Regions from separate parts of the Macaca mulatta genome. Here region 1 is linked to region 2. A link is a contact called in public Hi-C data. All regions are on one chromosome and are shown on one strand. Each heading gives the region's core, a stretch centred on a gene start, on an enhancer-like site or on the middle of the called end of the contact. The rest is flanking DNA. Distances are from core to core; before and after follow the strand shown.

Region 1 (4,175 bases), core at 805-3,304, 880 kb after region 2:
AGTTCTCGCACCAGACGCCGCGGTCCGAGCCGGGGGAGGAGCCGCCGCCGCTGCCGGAGCCCGGGGAGCCGGTGCCGAAGCCGGGCGAGCCGCCCAGGGAACCCGGCGAACTAGTGCCGATGCCGGGGGAGGCGGGTCCCGGGGAGCCGGTGAAGGAGCTCGGGGACGAGGTGCCCGAGCCGGGAGACGGGGTCCCCGAGGAGCCGAGCGCTGAGCCCGCGCCCTCAGGAGTGGGCCGGCTCCCGGCCCGCGACTCCTCGTATGCTTTGCGGTACCAGCTTTCCGGGGAGAAGGGCGCTGCGGGCTTGGTGGGCGAGCAGACTTCATTCACCTGCGGGGAAGACACGCCGGTATCAAGGGCCGCAAGGCGGCGGGCTGCAGCGCCCAGGAGCTGGGTCAGACGTGCGCCACCAAGTACCCGCTCGAACCGCCCATGGGAGCTGGTTGAGGACCTCTCCAAGCCCTGCGGCCAAATCGCCCTCCATCTGTCTCGTTAATTGTCCTTAAGTGAGTCCCCGCCGCCCGGGTGACCCCTGCGCTGGTCCCGGGTGGCCTCCTCCTGGGGTCAGGACGAGGACTCGCTCGGGGCGGTCTCCACGGCTTCTGCAAGGCCAGGGGGGACCCACAGGTTCAGTGCCCCACGCTTTTGAAGCCGGCACCTATTCCAGCAATACCCCAGGAACGAAATCCTGGAAGACCCTATGGGGGGTAGGGGGAGGGCTGTGATTTCAGGGTTTTTATTCCTACGGGGTCCAACTCTCCGGATACTGCAGGTAAACGAGAGGCTCTCCCGGCTCCAACTAAACGATCCGAGGTACGGCCAAGCATTCATGGGAAACCCTCCCCTTCGGCTTCACTCCGCCTAGAAGCGCAGGAATGCCGCAAAAGTTACGAGTGCGGGGAAAGGAAGGAACGAGAGGACTGAAAAAATTCCGAGAGCGAGGCGAGTGTGCGGGCGTCCCCGCTGCAGACCCGCCTCCGCGCACTCACAGCCCCGCCAGCCCCGGGGGCGCCTCTGCAGCGGGGAGAGCTCGGGGCCGGGGCCGCACGATCCCGGGGAAAGGGGGACCCCCGCCGAGATGGGTCTGGTAACGCGCCTCCGCGTCGTACCGTCACTACTTACCCCGTATTTCTTGCCCCTGGTGGAGACCGCAAGCCTCTCTTTATTCCCAGCTACCGAATTCATGGTGGCTTTTCCAGAGGAGAGTATCTGAAGGTTCCACCAACGCTACATCCGAAGGTCCTCAGACCCAGAAGCGTCGCCCGGCTGCAGGGGGCTGGCTCTCAGCCCTCAAGGCAAGGTTTCTTCCGCGGTGGGGCGGGAGGGAACGAGAGCAAACGGACCCCACAAGTAATAGCACCAACGTGCAGAAAGGGTTGGGGTCGCGGGTTTATTCTTCTCTTCAAAGCATGCTTTTCCTCATCCCCGTCTGCCTGCTCCAGCTGCACGTTCTCTTGTCACGGTCACAACCACAGCACTGGCATTTTCTTCAGGCAAGTCGGTCCGTGCTCCCCCACGAGGGCAGGGAGGGATACGATCGGGGCTCGCGGCCGCCGCGGGAAGATGGGCTGGGCGAGCCGAGCCCAGCCGAGCCGGCGGTGGGAACTTGTCTCCTTCACCGAGCTTGGTAACTGAGTTCAAAGAAATTCTCCCAAAATATAAAGATCCAGACTCGGGGAGGAGCCTCGGCGTGTCGCCGAGCCAATATCCGCCGGCCCGTTTCGCCTGACAGTTGCGCGAGGGCCGGGAGAGGGGCGGCTCCGCAGGGCCCGGGAGCGGCCGGCGGTCAGAGCGCGCGTGTGCGCCCGGGCGCGGCGCGGAGGAGCCTCGGGAACCTGCCGCCCTCGCCGCGCCGGCTGGGATCCATTTTATGTGGCGGCGCTCGTGCCTGACAGTGCGAGGCCTGGAGCCGGGCCGGGGCGGGGGCGGGGGCGGGGGCTCGTCGCTCTCGCTGCGTGCGGGGAAGTTCCTGGCGCGCCGCCCGGGCCCGGGGCTCTAATGAAACGCCGCTGCGCGAGCCTGGAGCTCAGGGGCCGCGCGAGCGAGCGCGGCTGGACGGAAATGCGGCGCTCCAGCCTCCCCCGCCCCCAAGTTCTTTCTCTTCCTGACAAGGCTTGCAGGTCTGTCTTTGAAACGCCGTGCAGAAGGGATTGAGTCACAAACAAGTCCACAAACATGCCGGGTCCTCCCCCCGCCCTTTGTTCTCGGAGACCTGCCCGGCAAACCTTTTCTGGAATGGCCCTACCGACCCCGGGCCGGCCGGGGGCCACCCTCCCCGACCGCAGCCGCCGGACTAGGGCCCTTGGTCCCCCGCCCGCCCGAGCCCCGGTCTGTGACGGACTAAGCCGCCCGGGACTGGGACAGGTGAGCCTGGGGACCCAGCGGGCCGCTGCCGGGCAGGGGAAACTGAGGGCTTCGCCGCGCTGCACGCGGACGACTCTGGCCTGGAGAGGGGGTGTGGCGCGAGCCGGCCTTGGCCTCTCCTTGCGGGGGATCAGCCCCCTCGCCCCCCGCCGCCCGTTTCTTCCTGCGCCTGGGCCCCGCGGGGTCTCCGGAGCACCCCGTCATCGCTCCCTCTCCGATCGCCCCCCCAGTCCCCCGGAGCAGCGCCCAGGAGCGCAGGAAGCCGGCGTACGCCAGGCTCCACACGTGGCTGCTCTGGGGTGTCATTTTTCATTTCCCGGGAGGACATTACTTCTGGTGAGCCAGCAGGTCTGTTTTGTTGTGACCTTTAATTAACACCCCGCGAGACGCCCCTGGAAGGACCGGCCCGGCGTGGGGATCACGCGGGGTGTAATGGCATCTCCGCGCCCGCGGGGAGCCCCAGCCCGGGGGTGGGCGAGAGCGCGAAGGACGTTCAGGGCTTTCTGGTCGCTGGCTTCCTTCTGAGCTGTGGACGAGGCAGGAGGGGGCAGGAAGACAAAGGTTCGGGGTTCTGGAAGCCTGGGGCCACACCCCCACTCTGCCTTCCTCGGGGAGAATTTCTTCTGTGCCTCTCGTGCTCTGCCCCCCTCCTCCCCGGCTCCAGCTCCTGCGTGGGAATATTTCGCAGCCACCAAAGCGAGGTAAAAAGGTCAAAATGAAGATGTCAAGAACAGAGTGGACGTTTCCATTACGTTCCCACTTCCAATTTTAAAGCGATGCTATCAATAGGGGACCTTAGGGGACAGGTACACCTCCAGGCAGCACGCCCCAGCTCCCACCCGCATCTGTATTCCGCGTAGGTTCCGCGGAACACATCATCGCCATTGGCCACGCGCCGCTTATCAGCCAAAAAGCAGCGTGTGGTAGAAACGAGCCGGCGAGGCCGCGGGTGGGCAAGGTGGGGCGTCGAGGGGGGAGTGTTGGGGAGCTGCGCGATCCACCTTGGAGACCGGGGAGCCCAGAGCTGCTCTGGTTTGCATCTCTAAGTAGCTGGGGGCCCAGAGCTTCTTTGGTGGGCTCCGAGCGCCCTCTGTTGATCCAAGTTTACAACCGGAGGCTCTGCAAGAGTTTTTAAGAAGCTTTCAAAAATTGATGTTTATGTAAAATGTATGTACATAAGATGAAATGCACACATTTTAATTGTTCAGTTCTATGAATTTTGATAAACGTGTACTCTGCGTAGGCCGCCACCTCAATCAACATCTATAAATTCCTGTCCCTCTTGAAGGTTATCTGCCTTTTCCCAGGCAATCCCCACCTCTCCTAAGAAACTACTGTTCTGGACTGATCTGGAAGGTTTTAATTCATAGAATGCGTACAGCATGGACTCTTTTGGGTTTGGCTTTTTAAACTTAACACAGGTTTTTGAGTTTCATGTTGTTGCTAGTATGGGTCTGTTTTCTGTCTGTACTCTGTTTCATTCTCTGTCTCTCATGCCTTTTTTTGTTAATTGAATAACTTTTCAGTGTTCCAGTTTCACCTCTCTGTTGGCTTTTTAGCTCTCATGATTATAATATGGATTTTTTTTTTTTTTTTTTTTTTTTTTTTTTGAGGCAGGAGCTCACTCTGTTGCCTGGGCTAGAGTGCAGTGGCGCTATTATGGCTGACGGCAGCCTCCATCTCCCAGGCTCAGAGGATCCTCTCTCCTCAGCCTCCCTAGTAGCTGGGACTACAGGTGCACACCACCACATCGGGCTAATTTTTTTTTAAGTAGAGACGAGGTTTCCCTGTGTTGCCAAGGCTGGTCTCA
Region 2 (4,526 bases), core at 1,126-3,625:
GTAGAACATTCGGTGATTAATACTGAACTGAAAGGAAATTTTCCTGAGACTGTTGGATAGGGGATCTTCTGTTATCTTTAGCTTATAGGACTGTGGCTAGTGGAGTGGCCAGGGGAAAATGTCCCCTTTTTCCTCTGAAGTTTTGCTGAAAATCAGCTGCTAAAGGCATAAAAAAGCATACAGGTTTGTTAATGTGCATGAGGGAGAGTCACAGTGAGGAGTCACACCACGCCCTGGGGGAAGGGTATGTACACCCTTCTTCTTAGGGGAAAGGGAGATGGGGATGGGTGGATGATTTTAACGGGGTAGGAACTGATTTTTAGGGAATTCAATGGGCTTGAAGAACATACCATGGCCTGGGGCCCTCTATTGGGCCCGCAAAGCAGACAGGAGTCGGTTCATGTGTGTTGACAGGTTTCATTGTGTTCCTGCGATAGTTCAGTTACTGAAAACTCAGGGAAAGAGCCAGAGGTGACTGTTTTCTTCTGTGGCAGGTCTGGGAGTTTGGGCAGATAAGGGAACTCCAGTCAACAAGTTCGTCCTCTGCTTTGGGAGAGAGAGAAGATTGAGAGACGATGGGTAAAGGGGAAGGTCAGACAGACCTGGAGGCTTCTTCAGTTCAGGATGTCAAAGTGCCATATTTTAGGGTATTGGTTTCTGAGCCCCAACACTGGATTCTGTACTTTCCTGGGTATTTTAATAGGAAATTAAAAGAAGTTATCTGTAAGTCCAAAAGTCTAAAAGTAGCTCTTATCAGACACCTACTATGAATAAATAATCCTTTAAAAATATCCACAATAGCTTTAGAAAGATCTGTTATGGTATCATTCACCATGTTGCGGAGACCTGGAGAGATTAATATTGCGACTCTAATTAGCCACACTACTAAGTCCTAGAGTCAGCGGTAAGTCCATGACTCTTGGTTCATAGTTCATAGTTCATAGTTCATGCTATTTCATGAAACCCCACTTCCTACAGAAAGCACAAGTGCAGCATTACCTGGTCACCAGGAAATCATGTGGGCTGCACTTCACCATGTGTTGCTTACCACAGGAACTTGGCTTTTTTTTTTTTTTTTTTTTTTTTTGAGCATGATCTCAGCTCACTGCAACCTCCACCTCCTGGGCTCAAGTGATTCTCCTGTCTCAGCCTTCTGAGTAGCTGGGACTACAGGCCTGCGCCACCACGCCCAGCTAAGTTTTGTATTTTTAGTAGAGACGGGGTTTCACCATGTTGGCCAGGATGGTCTCCATCTCTCGACCTCGTGATCCGCCCGCCTTGGCCTCCCAAAGTGCTGGGATTACAGGTGTGAGCCGCCGTGCCCGGCTGACAGATACTTGCTTTTAATGCAAAATTGCTGATGAAAGCCAAATCCCTCCAATGCCTCCGAACTCCAGGTGATGTGTTTTAAGTTTTTCCTCTGTAACCTCCTTTTTCTATGTATAAAACAATAAGATTCCGTGTACCATGTACCAGAAAGCTGCTTCTTCTTGTACCAGAAGCTACTTTTCCAGCCCTCTCTTCCCAGAAAGCAGGAATGTGGACATTCGATGCTATGTGACAGGGACAGGACAAAAAAACGCACATCACCTCTTTCTAGTGCAGCTGATTATTTTCTGTGTAATTCTCTGCGTATCTGCTCATCGTCTTTTATACAAAATACATTGTCGAGTACTTCTCCAGCTACACGTGCCAGACCGTCTGATGCCTGGCATGTCCCTTTAGGCTGCTGATTCACCCATCAGTCAGTTTGATCTCATCCCTGCTGCATTGACAAGATTTTCATCGTTAAATTGCTCTTAAAAAAAACTCCACAGACTCAAAATTAAATAAATGTAACATATCAAACCAATAACTGTTGCATTATAGGCTAGAAATCACAGAGTACCTGCTGCTACCTAATAAAATTATGTGGCCAGGCGCGGTGGCTCACGCCTGTAGCCCCAGCACTTTGGGAGGCTGAGGCAGATGGATCACTTGACGTTGGGAGGTTGAGACCAGCCTGGACAATATGGTGAAGCCTGGTCTCTACTAAAAATACAAAAATTAGCTGGACATGGTGACACGTGCCTGTAATCCCAGGTACTCGGGAGGCTGAGGTACTAGAATCACTTGAACCCAGGAGGTGGAGGTTGCAGTGAGCCAAGATCGTGCTACTTCACTCTAGCTGGTATGACAGAGTGAGACTCTATCTCAAAAATAATATTAAAATAAAATAATGCATGTGCATTAAAACCTGAGCTATAGGTATTGAACGAGGGATTCTTGACATGGCACTTTTCTCCTATTTGAAGCTCACACAAAAACCCTAGGAAATGCGGCTTGTTTTCTCAGCACATGTGAGAATTGTCCTGAATTCTGTGTTTTCCTTGTGGAAATATATTTCCCGTTTCTGTTGGTTCCTTTCACTTATTAAGCATGGCTCTTTTGTAGCAGAAGAGTGAAAGCAGCGCCTACCAAAAATAGTCAGTAAAGTGCTTTTTCCTGATGTGAATTAAGGTTTCTCAGAACTTCGCGTTCTCAGTCAGTTTCCTAAAGTGTGCCCCAGGACCTTGTAACGTATCCTTTCTGTTGTGTGTGTGGCAGCAACGGGTGGGTGACAGACAAGTGTATGATAATCGAGGATCAGAACATATGTGGTGGAGTCGACTTTCCTTCTGCCTTTTCCCTGCTGTGCTGTTTCCTCCAGGGAAATGATGCCTGTGCATCGACTATTGTGGGGGAGGGGCGTGGGGATGGGGAGAGTGGCACTTGGTAAAACTGCATTTACACAAATCTCAATGTTTGCCTGCATGCATTTGCATTTACTACATAGGAACATATGCACACGCTATCCATAGAGGCGGTTACAAAACTGTTAATGCCTCCTGGAAGGTGAATCACAAACTGCAAAGGTTTCTTGCCAGGGAAAATGTAGAAATGACACTGCCACCTGTTGTTTAAACCGGAGAACTGCTCCGAGTTCTGTTGCACCCGTGAAGGGGGCAAATGCTGGGAGTAGATTTCTCCTCTCTCCTCACATGGAAACTCTAGCTCCTTATTTATTGATATAGCCCGCTACGTTTGCTATAAAATAGTCTATCCAATGTGGGTTTTCACAGTGTGAAATAAGAGGAAAATAACTTACTGAAAACATGCTTGGGTCTTTATTGTCATTGTGTGTGGTTTCCAACGCTTTATATAATGGAGCCCAAGGCTTTCTATTTTGTATAGTTTTTCCTTCAAAAAGACAAAAAAGGAATTTCTCTTCTTGTGCTAATGGTGGATGAAAAGGTAGGAAAGTACTGGGGGCTAGCGTCAGTGGCTTATGTTCAGTCACCGAGCAAGCAATTGGTAGCCAATATCAGTGGATAATGATACTGAGAGCCAATACCGGTTTCATTTGGGTGTCGGATGAGAAGCTTAGTTCTTCTGAAGTGAGGAAAGGGTAGCTATTGAGGGTACTAAGAGCTGGTATTCAGTTTGTGTAGTGGAACAAGCATAAACTTAGCAAGATAAGGGGTTTGTGTGTGATCATGCGGATTTCAGTGAGTTATCAATCCACTTTAATGCTAGAACCTGTGCCCCCCCACCCATATTAATTAGTTATGCCCTTCTCCTATGTGAATTACCACGGCATAATTTAGTGGTTGTAACAGAGTTAATGAACTCTGTTGAAAACTAGGGTCAGAAGGCAGCTAACTAAGAGGGAGCTTGCACCAGGCCCTTTGTGAGGAGGAATTCCCACTCACAGCGTTGGCAATGGTCTAGGTGGTTTTTAAATTCTCCCTCCTTTTTACATCCTTTTTCTAAATTTTACAGGCACATAGACCAAACCTGTAGTGTTCACTTTCTGACCATGCTAAACCATGAGGAATAAACTTTCAGTCATCTTATTGAGGATTGACACCAGCTGTTGATTTCTATATTGGTATTTAAAATTCAAGAAAGTCAAAGCTCAGGCAGAATAGTAAAAGAAAATGAAATAATATGAAGTCCCAGAGAGGAGGAAGGTGGTGTTTGAGGAGTGTTTTTCAACCTTTGGCGAGTTCTTCAGCTCTCAGGGCCTTGATTTCCCCACCTGTGAAATGGGGAATTCAGGTTGGAAAAGTTTTGAGGCTCCTTCTGCCTGTTATTTTGTCGATGCGTTTGAAACCTGTCTTGCTCATACGCCATTAGATCTCTAAATCGGTAATACGATTTACAATGTAGATTTCTAGTCCCAACGTGGTGCTAGAATTTACTCTTCCTGGGCCGCATGTGGAGACGAGATGACGTCTTCGGCCGTCTTCAAGCCTCGTGACTCTGGAAGCGTGTTATATGTCCTTCCTATGAAAGGAAGTATCCAAATTTTCCTGGGAGAGACAAACTAGGATAAACACAGCTTTCCTTGAGGAAACACCATCTTTCCTTAACCTTCCTTAGCTTAATGTTTTTGATATTCAGCACATAATATCTAAATTGATGACACAGATATCCACAGACACCATGCCATAGTTAAAATCTAATGCCTTCTAACAGCTACATCATGGAACAATTATTTCAGC

Evidence for each region. A called contact is a pair of places that touch in the nucleus more often than the background predicts.
Region 1: a Hi-C map of fetal cortical plate shows a contact between it and region 2, with 3 times the contacts expected there. The contact joins the promoter of KIF26B here to the enhancer-like site in region 2. A contact is called at or near these places in 7 of 14 Hi-C or Micro-C datasets (CD4 T cells, blood, fetal cortex germinal zone and 3 more).

The regions. Positions count from the first base shown.
Region 1 is chr1:3,948,423-3,952,597 of T2T-MMU8v2.0, forward strand. KIF26B (kinesin family member 26B) reads right to left here and starts at 2,055. Exons shown (of 15, transcript XM_015127721.3): 1 at 1,124-2,055; 2 at 1-331. The coding sequence starts at 1,186.
Region 2 is chr1:3,069,811-3,074,336 of T2T-MMU8v2.0, forward strand. The region is part of intron 5 of SMYD3 (SET and MYND domain containing 3); the gene reads left to right. Among named protein-coding and RNA genes, the nearest start is that of SMYD3, 500 kb to the left of the region's middle. Within about 2 kb of position 2,376, at least 2 of the 40 cell types and tissues checked have an H3K27ac peak or open chromatin away from gene starts, as enhancers often do. A contact at or near this core is called in fetal cortical plate, where this site is marked.